Linked DNA regions of Rattus norvegicus: region 2 is linked to region 1. The links are chromatin contacts, called in public Hi-C maps. All regions are on one chromosome and are shown on one strand. Each heading gives the region's core, a stretch centred on a gene start, on an enhancer-like site or on the middle of the called end of the contact. The rest is flanking DNA. Distances are from core to core; before and after follow the strand shown.

Region 1 (4,584 bases), core at 823-3,322:
GCACAGCTTCCGGAAGGTAATTTACCTCCTTCCTCCCCCATTCACAGATACCAGCTAGAGGCAGGAGGACAGCTGGAGTGACCCAGCCGGAAGACCAGGGGCCACCTGAGCCAGGAGTACGTGTAGAAGGTGGTGAAGCCAGTTAATTAGGTCCAGAAAGATCCTGTGGGGAAGGAGATGATGGGGGATGTGAGGCAAGACCAGGTGCAAACCATTGCCCTCCCCCTGGACTCCTCCTCTCAGCTGCAGATCTCTCATCTCTCCTGAAAGCACTCCCTTTGGCCCACCCCTCCACCTGGAGCCCTGCCTGTCTCCTCTCCTAGCTAGCATCCAGAAATGGGACCAACAGTACCTTCTCTGCCCACACCCTCCAGTTTCTGTACCCACCCCATGATTGAAATCACTCTGGTGCAAGGCCAAGAGCGATCTGTGGCTCTCGTCCCTTGCCTTCCCCTTCACAGCCTTCTCCCAGCCCCTCCTGGCCCTGACTACCCAGCTCCCTCTCCACGTGCCTCTCTTTGCCTGTCCCCTAAAGCGTGGGTGCTCCTGAGACCTCCGCCTGGCCCCTCTCCTGTTGTGCAGTGTCTCCTGCTGTCCCATTGGACAGGAAGCCTCCTGCTGAACTCCCCAGCACCCCGACCCTCTGCAGGGGACCTTCCACCTCCTTCCCCATTTGTTCCTCAAGAAAGTCCGAAGACCCCTGCTCTCATCAGTGGCCTTGCCACCAACCGAGTCACCCAAATAGAACCCACCAAAAGTACCACAGCTGCTTAGTGTGCCCCAAATGCAACCCATAAACCACTGCAGGGACCGGTTTCAACCAGCCTTTCCTCTCCACTGTGGGGTGGGAAGGCTCACACATAGGTTTAGTCACAGACGCCGTAGAATTCATCTGCTCATTAGAATGTGTATAGAACACAAAAATCTAGACTTGGGCACCATGGTGAAAATTCGGAGCTGCCCCAGCACTTCTGGGGCTGAACTCAAGGGAGCCAAGCCTGCCTTCTTGCAGATCTCCTATAAACCCTGCATCACGTGTCCTTCTTTCTCGTTTTATGTTATTTGTTTTGTGACAGTCTCATCTAGCCCAGGATAGCCTCAGACTTGTTACATAGACAAGGTGACCTGTCTCCCAAATCCCAGGTGCTGGAATTACAGGCATGCGCCACCACACCCCTTTCCTGCCTCAGTGGGGATCTAACCCAAGGCTCTATGTTCGCTAGGTGAGCTCTCCACTGGTTGAGCCACACCCCACACTTCCTTTTGCTTTTTTGTTTGTTTTGGATGATTTTTAAAATGCCCCCAGAGCATAGCGCCGAGATGCTTTTCGAATCTCCAGAGCACCAAAAGGTTGTGATGTGCCTTAGGAAAGAAGGTTTGGGACGGGTACAGTTCATCCAGGCATGAGCCACCACCGGCCTGGGTGCGCGGTGAGCGAACGAACGTTCATTAGTCTACAAGCAGAGAGTCTCAGTACACAAAAGGCTGAACCAGGAGGACCCAGAGTTGGAGGCCAGTCTGGGCTGTATCTAAAGTCCCTTTTCATACAAAAGCAAACATACATAGCAAAGGGAGGAACTGGAGAGGTAACTGGAGAGTCAAATCAAGGCGGTGAGGCCCACACACAGAGATGAAGGACTTGCGTGCAGGGATGTGAGCCTCAGCTGCAAGGCCAGGCAGAGGGAGGAAGAGGAGGAGGGAAAAGGGAAGAGGAGAGAGAGAGAGAGAGAGAGAGAGAGAGAGAGAGAGAGAGAGAGAGAGAGAGAGTGTTCAGTCATCAACCCTTAATAGCCTTCTTCTAAAGAGTTGGCCCTGGAGACTTCTGAAAGAAGAATTTAAAGAGGGCAGGGCTAGCGTTTCATCCCCATATGAGGTTGGGGGTGAAAGGTTAAAGTTCAGGAGTTTCTCTTGAGAAGATGCTGGAATTCTTGCTTTGGGGGGGAGGGAAACCCCTAGGATTTTCCGAGCTCCATTGGAGGCAGTCTTTGAGAGACCTGGACCTAGCCAATGGCTAGGCAGCCCACAGCTCCTCCCACACACACACCTCCTGGCGACAGGACACGCCTGGGCTGCTCAGCAGCCTCTGCCCCAACTATGAGCTTTACCAGAAACCCTTGCCTGATTCTGACATGAATTTTGATGCTTGCTGAACCCCAACTGCTAGCTTCCAGGAGCGGTACTAGGGAGCCATAAGGAGTCGCTGCTCAGGTAAAGGACTCGATCTAACAGGGATGGTTTCTCTGGAGGAGGCTGGAGGGTGGTGACCTGGATACATGTGTCCTGATGGTAAAGGGAAGCACTACTCCCTGTATTCTGGGCTCTCCTCTCCCCAACCGGCAAAGGTGACAGAACTGGGGGGGAGCTGAAGGAAAGGGGCCGAGCAGGGCGGAGCTCCGCTACAGACTGAACCACAATTCCGGAGCCTGCCGAGCCCTGAGGTTAGGGCTAGGCCTCCCTGGGTGTTCCTAGGACGCTGCCAGCTCCACCCACCTGAGACAGGACTGTGCGGAGAAGTCAATGACTCAAAGCCAGGCCACCACGTGGCCTAGTGGGGAGTGATTTAGCCAGATGGGGTGGGGAGTAGAGACACCCCCCACACGCTCTTACCCAAGAGTCACCCGAAAGAGAAGGGAGTTGCATGGGAGAACAGGCAGTTCACTAAGACTTGAGGAAAGGACTCCAATTCAAAACTGAACCGTTTGCAGAGTGAACTCTGGAGCCAGCCAGCCTAGGTCTGAGTCCTGACTCTGTTACTTACTAGCTCTCTGACCGCCGCTAGGTGAGAAAAATACCATACCCCTTGCTATAAGGGAATAATGCTGGTTTTCGAAAAATGCCTCTTACTGCACGATGGGAGTTGACGGTGCTTTGCAGCTGACCCTGCTGAGATCAGGTCGACTGTGACCTTCCACACAAGCCAGCACGTGGAAGTGTGCGGCTTTCTGAGGGTGCACAGCGCCTTGGTCCCAGTGGACCCCCATCATTCCCCCAGGAATCAGGAAGAGGGGATTTCTTACCCCATGGGACCCTTTTGCTCAAATGAAGATGAGTTAGTCACTCACACCAAGTTCACCGGCAGAACCCACCTGAAAAGCGTGTTCCACACTGGTGTCTAACAAAGCTGTCCCACAAACATGATCAGAGCTGCCCACATGAAAGGGGGCTCTGTGGTCAAAGGAGCTGGGGTAATGCTGCCTTCTGCACCCGGCTTTGAGGGAGTCACAAAGGGAATTAGTTTATTAGCGTGGGTGAGCGAAGTGACCTGCTTAATTCTGCTGAGCCTAGCTACTTGCCAGGTTGTCTTGAACACAGAATTATTTTCTCTTGCGGCTCCTCTCGCCTGTCTAAGGACCAGGGTTCCATGAAACAACAGTTTGGGGAACCTTGGCCCACCAGCTTGTTCTGGGAAGCCTTTTGTGTAAAGAGCACTGTAGCTCCCTACTTATCTAAGTCCGTCTAATTACTAGTGTCCCGCCTTCAGGTAAGTGGCACCTAATTGCCTGGACATTAACAGGACAGAGAGCTGGGTCTCTTGGAGAGGGAGATCAGAGGGAGAATAGCCCAAGGCTCAGGGACTCGGGATGACTGGTTCCTGGCATCAGCCCCCACCCACTTTATGAGCAGGGCTGCTCTGACTTAACCACCTGTGCCTCCATGCCAGCTCTGCACTTAATAGCCATGTAACTTCCTAAACGCCTCTAACCCTCAGTTTCTCTCAGCTGTAAAATGGGGGTATAATACTGCCTAGTCCTGTGATGACACATGTCTGTGAAGTTCTCACGCTGAGCATTTCCTAATGTCGGAAATTACATCTCGTGCCCCTGCAGGAGCAACCAGCCCTTGAGTCCACCATGAACTGGAGCGTCTTTGAGGGGCTCCTAAGTGGGGTCAACAAGTACTCCACAGCCTTTGGTCGCATCTGGCTGTCTCTGGTCTTTGTCTTCCGTGTGCTGGTGTACCTGGTGACAGCCGAGCGTGTGTGGGGTGACGACCAGAAGGACTTTGACTGCAACACTAGGCAACCCGGCTGTACCAACGTCTGCTATGATGAGTTCTTCCCTGTGTCCCACGTGCGCCTCTGGGCCCTGCAGCTCATCCTGGTCACATGCCCCTCCTTGCTTGTCGTCATGCATGTGGCCTATAGAAAGGCTCGAGAGAAGAAGTACCAGCAAGAAGTTGGCAAAGGGTACCTCTACCCAAACCCCGGCAAGAAGCGAGGCGGACTCTGGTGGACATACGTCTGCAGCCTGTTGTTCAAGGCCACCATAGATATTATTTTCCTCTACCTTTTCCATGCATTCTACCCCAGATATACCCTCCCGTCTATGGTCAAGTGCCATTCGGCACCATGTCCCAACACAGTGGACTGCTTCATCGCCAAGCCCTCAGAGAAGAACATCTTCATTGTCTTCATGTTGGTCACGGCCATCGTCTGCATCCTGCTTAACCTTGTGGAGCTGCTCTACTTGGTGATCAAGCGGTGTTCTGAGTGTGCACCAGCGAAGAGACCGCCCACTGCACACGCAAAGAATGACCCAAACTGGGCCAACCCTTCCAGCAAAGAGAAGGACTTCCTCTCAAGCG
Region 2 (4,584 bases), core at 778-3,277, 1.4 Mb before region 1:
CTGGGAGGGTGACAGGCCAGGATGTCTGACCTGGTCTACAGCAGAGTTTCCCAGGCTTCCCACTCTGTGCAGTGCCTTCTCCCTCTTCCCCTCTTCTGGGCTTAAGACCAAGGCAGGATGAGGTCACTTGCCTAGTTTGTCCAAACGGCAGCAGCCAAGTTACTTAAACATTTCTCAGTAGTGGCTTCTCTGACCTGCCCTATTTACAAGGATGCTGAAACAGATAACAATAACTGTGGGAAAGGCCGTCTGCTTGAGGACCCTGGAGAATTAGGTTCTTTCCTCCCTCTTTAGGTTGTTAGCCATTACCTCATCTGAGACTTTGTTTCGTCAAGTGTAGACCTGTGCCTAATAACAGTCATTCTCATAACTGAAGAAGACATACGGTCAGCCATGTGGTATGTGCCTGTAAGCCTAGCATTGAGAGGCTGAGGCAGGAGGATTGCCATAAATTCTAGGCCAGCCTGTGCTGAACAGTGAGTTCCAGCCCAATCTGGAATAGAGTGAGATCTTGTCTCACAATAAACAAAGATTGTAATGTAAAATGCTTAGCACGGTGCCAGGAGCATACCGTGATTGGTGGCAGTGCACGATCACAGCCGCACTGTGTCTAACTCCCCGGAGGACTGTGCACTTGGCCAACTTTAGAGAAGTGATAAAGTCTCAAGGACAAAGAATTGTCTGGGGCCACTTGTTCTCAGAAGCCTTAAATTTGTGTGTGTGTGTGTGTGTGTGTGTGTGTGTGTGTGTGTGTGTGTGTGCATATGCATATACATGTGTATGTGTGAATGTTTATGTGTGAATATATGTGTCCATGTGTGTGTGCTTGTCTGCATGTGCATGTGTGCCTGTGCATGTGTACCTGTACATGTGTACCTGTACATGTGTGTATATTGTGTGTGTATATGTGTATGTGTGTATGTATGTTGTGTCATAGATGTGTGCATGATTGTAGTGTGTGTGAGAGTATGTGTGTTGTGCATGTGTGTGTGTATGAGTGTGTATTGTGTATGTGTGCATGTGGTTTATATGTATGTGTGTATGTGTATTGTTTGTATATGCATATTAAACATGTGTGCATGTATGTATTGTGTATGTGTAAGTGTATGTGTGTTGTGTATGTGTGCATGCACATGTATGTATGTGTGCATATTAGTACATGTGTGTACATGTGTAGACCAGAGGTCAATGTCAGATGCCAATCTTGATCACTGTTAACCTTTTTTTCCTTTTGAGACAGGGTCTCTCACTTCCGGAGCTCATTGACTAGGATATGTGGTTGGTCAATGAGTTCTAAGGAGCCAAATGTCTCTACTCTTAAAAGCACCGGTGCTACAGAGTTTTCTAAGTGGGTGCTGGGGACCCAAGCTCATGTCTTCAAATTTGCACAGCAGACGCTTTAATGGCTGAGCCGTCCCTGCAGCCCCCTTAAGTTAGTTCTTTAAATGCAGTGGCCACTTAGATGACTGGTCTGGACTTTGACTGAGCGGAAACTCCCAGTCATTTTGTTCTTGGCTAGTTTTAGCCTTCATGGTTTCACACAACTGTTCTCCGCAGGCAGCATTCTCACCATTCATCCCTCGGGGGAGCCAGGGATTTTCCCATCTAGGTTCTATCACAGCTTCCTGTGTTGCACATATCTGGTACCACTTCCCCCTCACACACAGTATGTATCCACCGGCCCATACTCTCTTTGCCCGTTCTGGAGCTGTCCTGTCTATCCCACCAGACCACTCCCACACTCCTTTTGAGCAGCCCTGTGAAGGAAGGGATAAAATCCCAGGCTGATAGGATTTTACCTGCACAGTCTGCCGGTCAGGAATACCACTGTAGACAGAAATCTGGGGTGCAGTGGGGCGGCCACTGCCACCACCACTGCTGCTGCTGCAGCCACTGCTACTATTGGTCCCACTGGTGTTGGTGGTGATGCTGGCCCGGCTGGATGTGTGGGGGACTGGCAGCTCATTCTCCATGGCCTACGGGGTGGCACAGTCAGGGTGCTCCGGTGGCAGAAGAGCAGGTGGATGCTAGGAAGGAAGAGAAAAGAAACAAAAAGTTTAGCAAATGTTTGTCACGCAGGCACAAGCATTTGGCCCTCTCTGTCCCAGCCTTTGGATTCTGTGAATTCTGTCACCTAGGATGGAAAACAGTTGGAAAAACTGTGTCAGAATTAAACATATATGGACCTCCCCTTATTGCTACTTGCCAAATAATACAGTAGATGCTACTTAGCACCTCACATCATTAGTCTGTAGAAGACATTTAGAGCTTGTTTGGAACACATGGGATGACGTCTGTAGGTTATGTGCCGCTGTGTAAGGGACTGAGAACTGCTCCGTGGAGCAGCCAGTGAGACTGGACGCACACCAGCTCTTCAAGAAGGCTGCCATCAGCCACTTGTAAACTCAGGCCTGTGCTGTACTTTGGTGTAGTTTTTAGAGACAGGATCTTTCTATGTGGCTCTCTGTTGGCCTCAAACTCACCCATCTTCCTCCTGTCTTGGCCTTCTCAGTGCTCAAACTCCATACCCAGCTCTCAACTGAGGCTTTGAGTCACACTGAACCCCAGATGGGTTCTTTAGGAGACTTTTGAAATCAGGTGTGTGTGCTCTAAAGTCTAAGGCTGCTGTCAGAAGTAGTGAAGAATGGTTTTTGGTACGTTCTCCCTGGTAGGAACCACCTTGCACTCCTCCGAACTCTTCATCCTTGGGATGGAGAAAATGAATACCTGAACCTACACCAGCTCTACACAGCCCAGGAAAGAAGTGAGATTTTAAAAATCTCCACCTCAACCAGGGATTGTGAGCCCTTGGTGTGTGTGTGTCAAATGACCCTCCCTCTGGTCTCCCTAAGACCATAAAAAAACACAGATATTTACATTATGAAGTAGCACCAAAATAATTTTATGATTGGGGGGTCACTACAACATGAGGAACTGTATTAAAGGGCTGCAGCATTACGAAGGTTGAGAACCGCTGCTCTGGAGAACAAAGTGGGAAAAAAGAGGCAAATGAAGAAATGGTTGTTTTGTTTTGGAAGGCCAAGGAGCCTCAGGTGCTTGCAGTCTCTGCTTTAAGTCCTCTCTCACGCCCTAGGGACTCAGCTCAGACTCTACCTTGGGTGACTACCTAAAACCTCCTGCTTTGAAGATTTTATGGACTAGAGTCTGAATCTTGGTGTAGCAAGTTTTCAGTTGGGGACCATACACAGTACCCTTGTAGGCCCTGTTTCTTTCTTTCTTTCTTTTTTTTTTCTTTTTTTCGGAGCTGGGGACCAAACCCAGGGCCTTGCACTTGTTAGGCAAGTGCTCTACCACTGAGCTAAATCCCCAACCCCAATAGGCCCTGTTTCTTAACCTGTCAAATGTGACAGTCCATGAAGAACAAAGTAAAGGCCATGCCAAGTGCCTGCAGGCTATCACCTAGTCAGTGACCTACTCACCCCACCCCACCCCTCTGCCATGGTTATAATACTGTCCCCTGCCTGGTTCCCACTGTCTGGCTTTAATAAATCATGCTTCTTCCAAGACAGACTTGATGCAGTCTCCAGGATCTGATGTCCTAGCTAGGAGGGAGCACCAGAAACCTTTCAGTGGTCCAGATGTCTGTCCTCATCACCCAGCCTCCCAGGCCCAGTGCCTCAATGCAGAGGGCTTGGGGGAAAGAAATGAAGAGCAGTGGGAGATGGGCATCAGGCCAGAGTTTGAGCTCCGCTTTTAGTATTTCACATTCTTCCTAAACCTTTTTGTCTATTCCTATTTGTGTACACACACACACACACACACACACACACACACACACACACACACACAGAGTACCAGTATCTATTATCCATCCATCCATCCATCCATCCATCCATCCATCCATCCATCATCCATCTGTCATCCATCCATCACCCATCCATCCATCCATCTAGATATCCATCTTGTGTATGTATCACCTGCCATAGACATTCAATCCTCTCCTTGTAGATGACGCCAAATTCTCAAAAAAAAGTAGTATTTTTCATATCAATGAAAACACTAATTTGTGTAAAGAACTGAGACAGATGTTAATGTCTTCTTTCAATTTGAGGTTGATATTTCTCAAGCCACTTTCTTCAGATAGTAGGTTTCAGCATGGGATTAAAAAAAAAGTAGGGGCTGGGGATTTAGCTCAGTGGTAGAGCGCTTACCTAGGAAGCGCAAGGCCCTGGGTTCGGTCCCCAGCTCCGAAAAAAAGAACCAAAAAAAAAAAAGTATAGGAAGGCAGCTTAAGAGGTGGCTTGATGGGGACATTGGCCAGGCAGGCACTGAAGAGCAGAGTGTGGATCCAGCACCCACGTAAATGCCAGATGGATGTGACGGCCTGCCTGTCATCCTGGAGCCTGAGAGGCAGAGACGGTATCCTTACAGCAAGCTGGATAGCTCGACCAGGTAAGCCGAGCTCTGGGCACAGCGAGAGACCCTGCCCTACACGTAAGGTAGACAGAGTAGCTGGCGTCTCATGTCAACCTCTGGACCCCGCACGCACGCATGGGTGTGTGAAGGTCACATGGCAGGGATGTTGGGGGTTGGGAAGCTGGAGCCACTTCCAGGTGGCAAATG

What was found. Hi-C and Micro-C count contacts between places; a contact is called where the count stands out from the background.
Region 2: a Hi-C map of the A7r5 cell line shows a contact between it and region 1, with 7 times the contacts expected there. The contact joins the promoter of Phc2 here to the promoter of Gjb5 in region 1. A contact is called at or near these places in 2 of 12 Hi-C or Micro-C datasets (the A7r5 cell line and Schwann cells).

Annotation. Positions count from the first base shown.
Region 1 is chr5:144,965,539-144,970,122 of GRCr8, reverse strand. It overlaps Gjb5 (gap junction protein, beta 5), which reads left to right and starts at 2,072. Exons shown (of 2, transcript NM_019241.2): 1 at 2,072-2,208; 2 at 3,828-4,584. The coding sequence starts at 3,852.
Region 2 is chr5:146,332,681-146,337,264 of GRCr8, reverse strand. Phc2 (polyhomeotic homolog 2) reads right to left here and starts at 2,027. Exons shown (of 14, transcript NM_001013169.2): 1 at 1,800-2,027. The coding sequence starts at 1,973.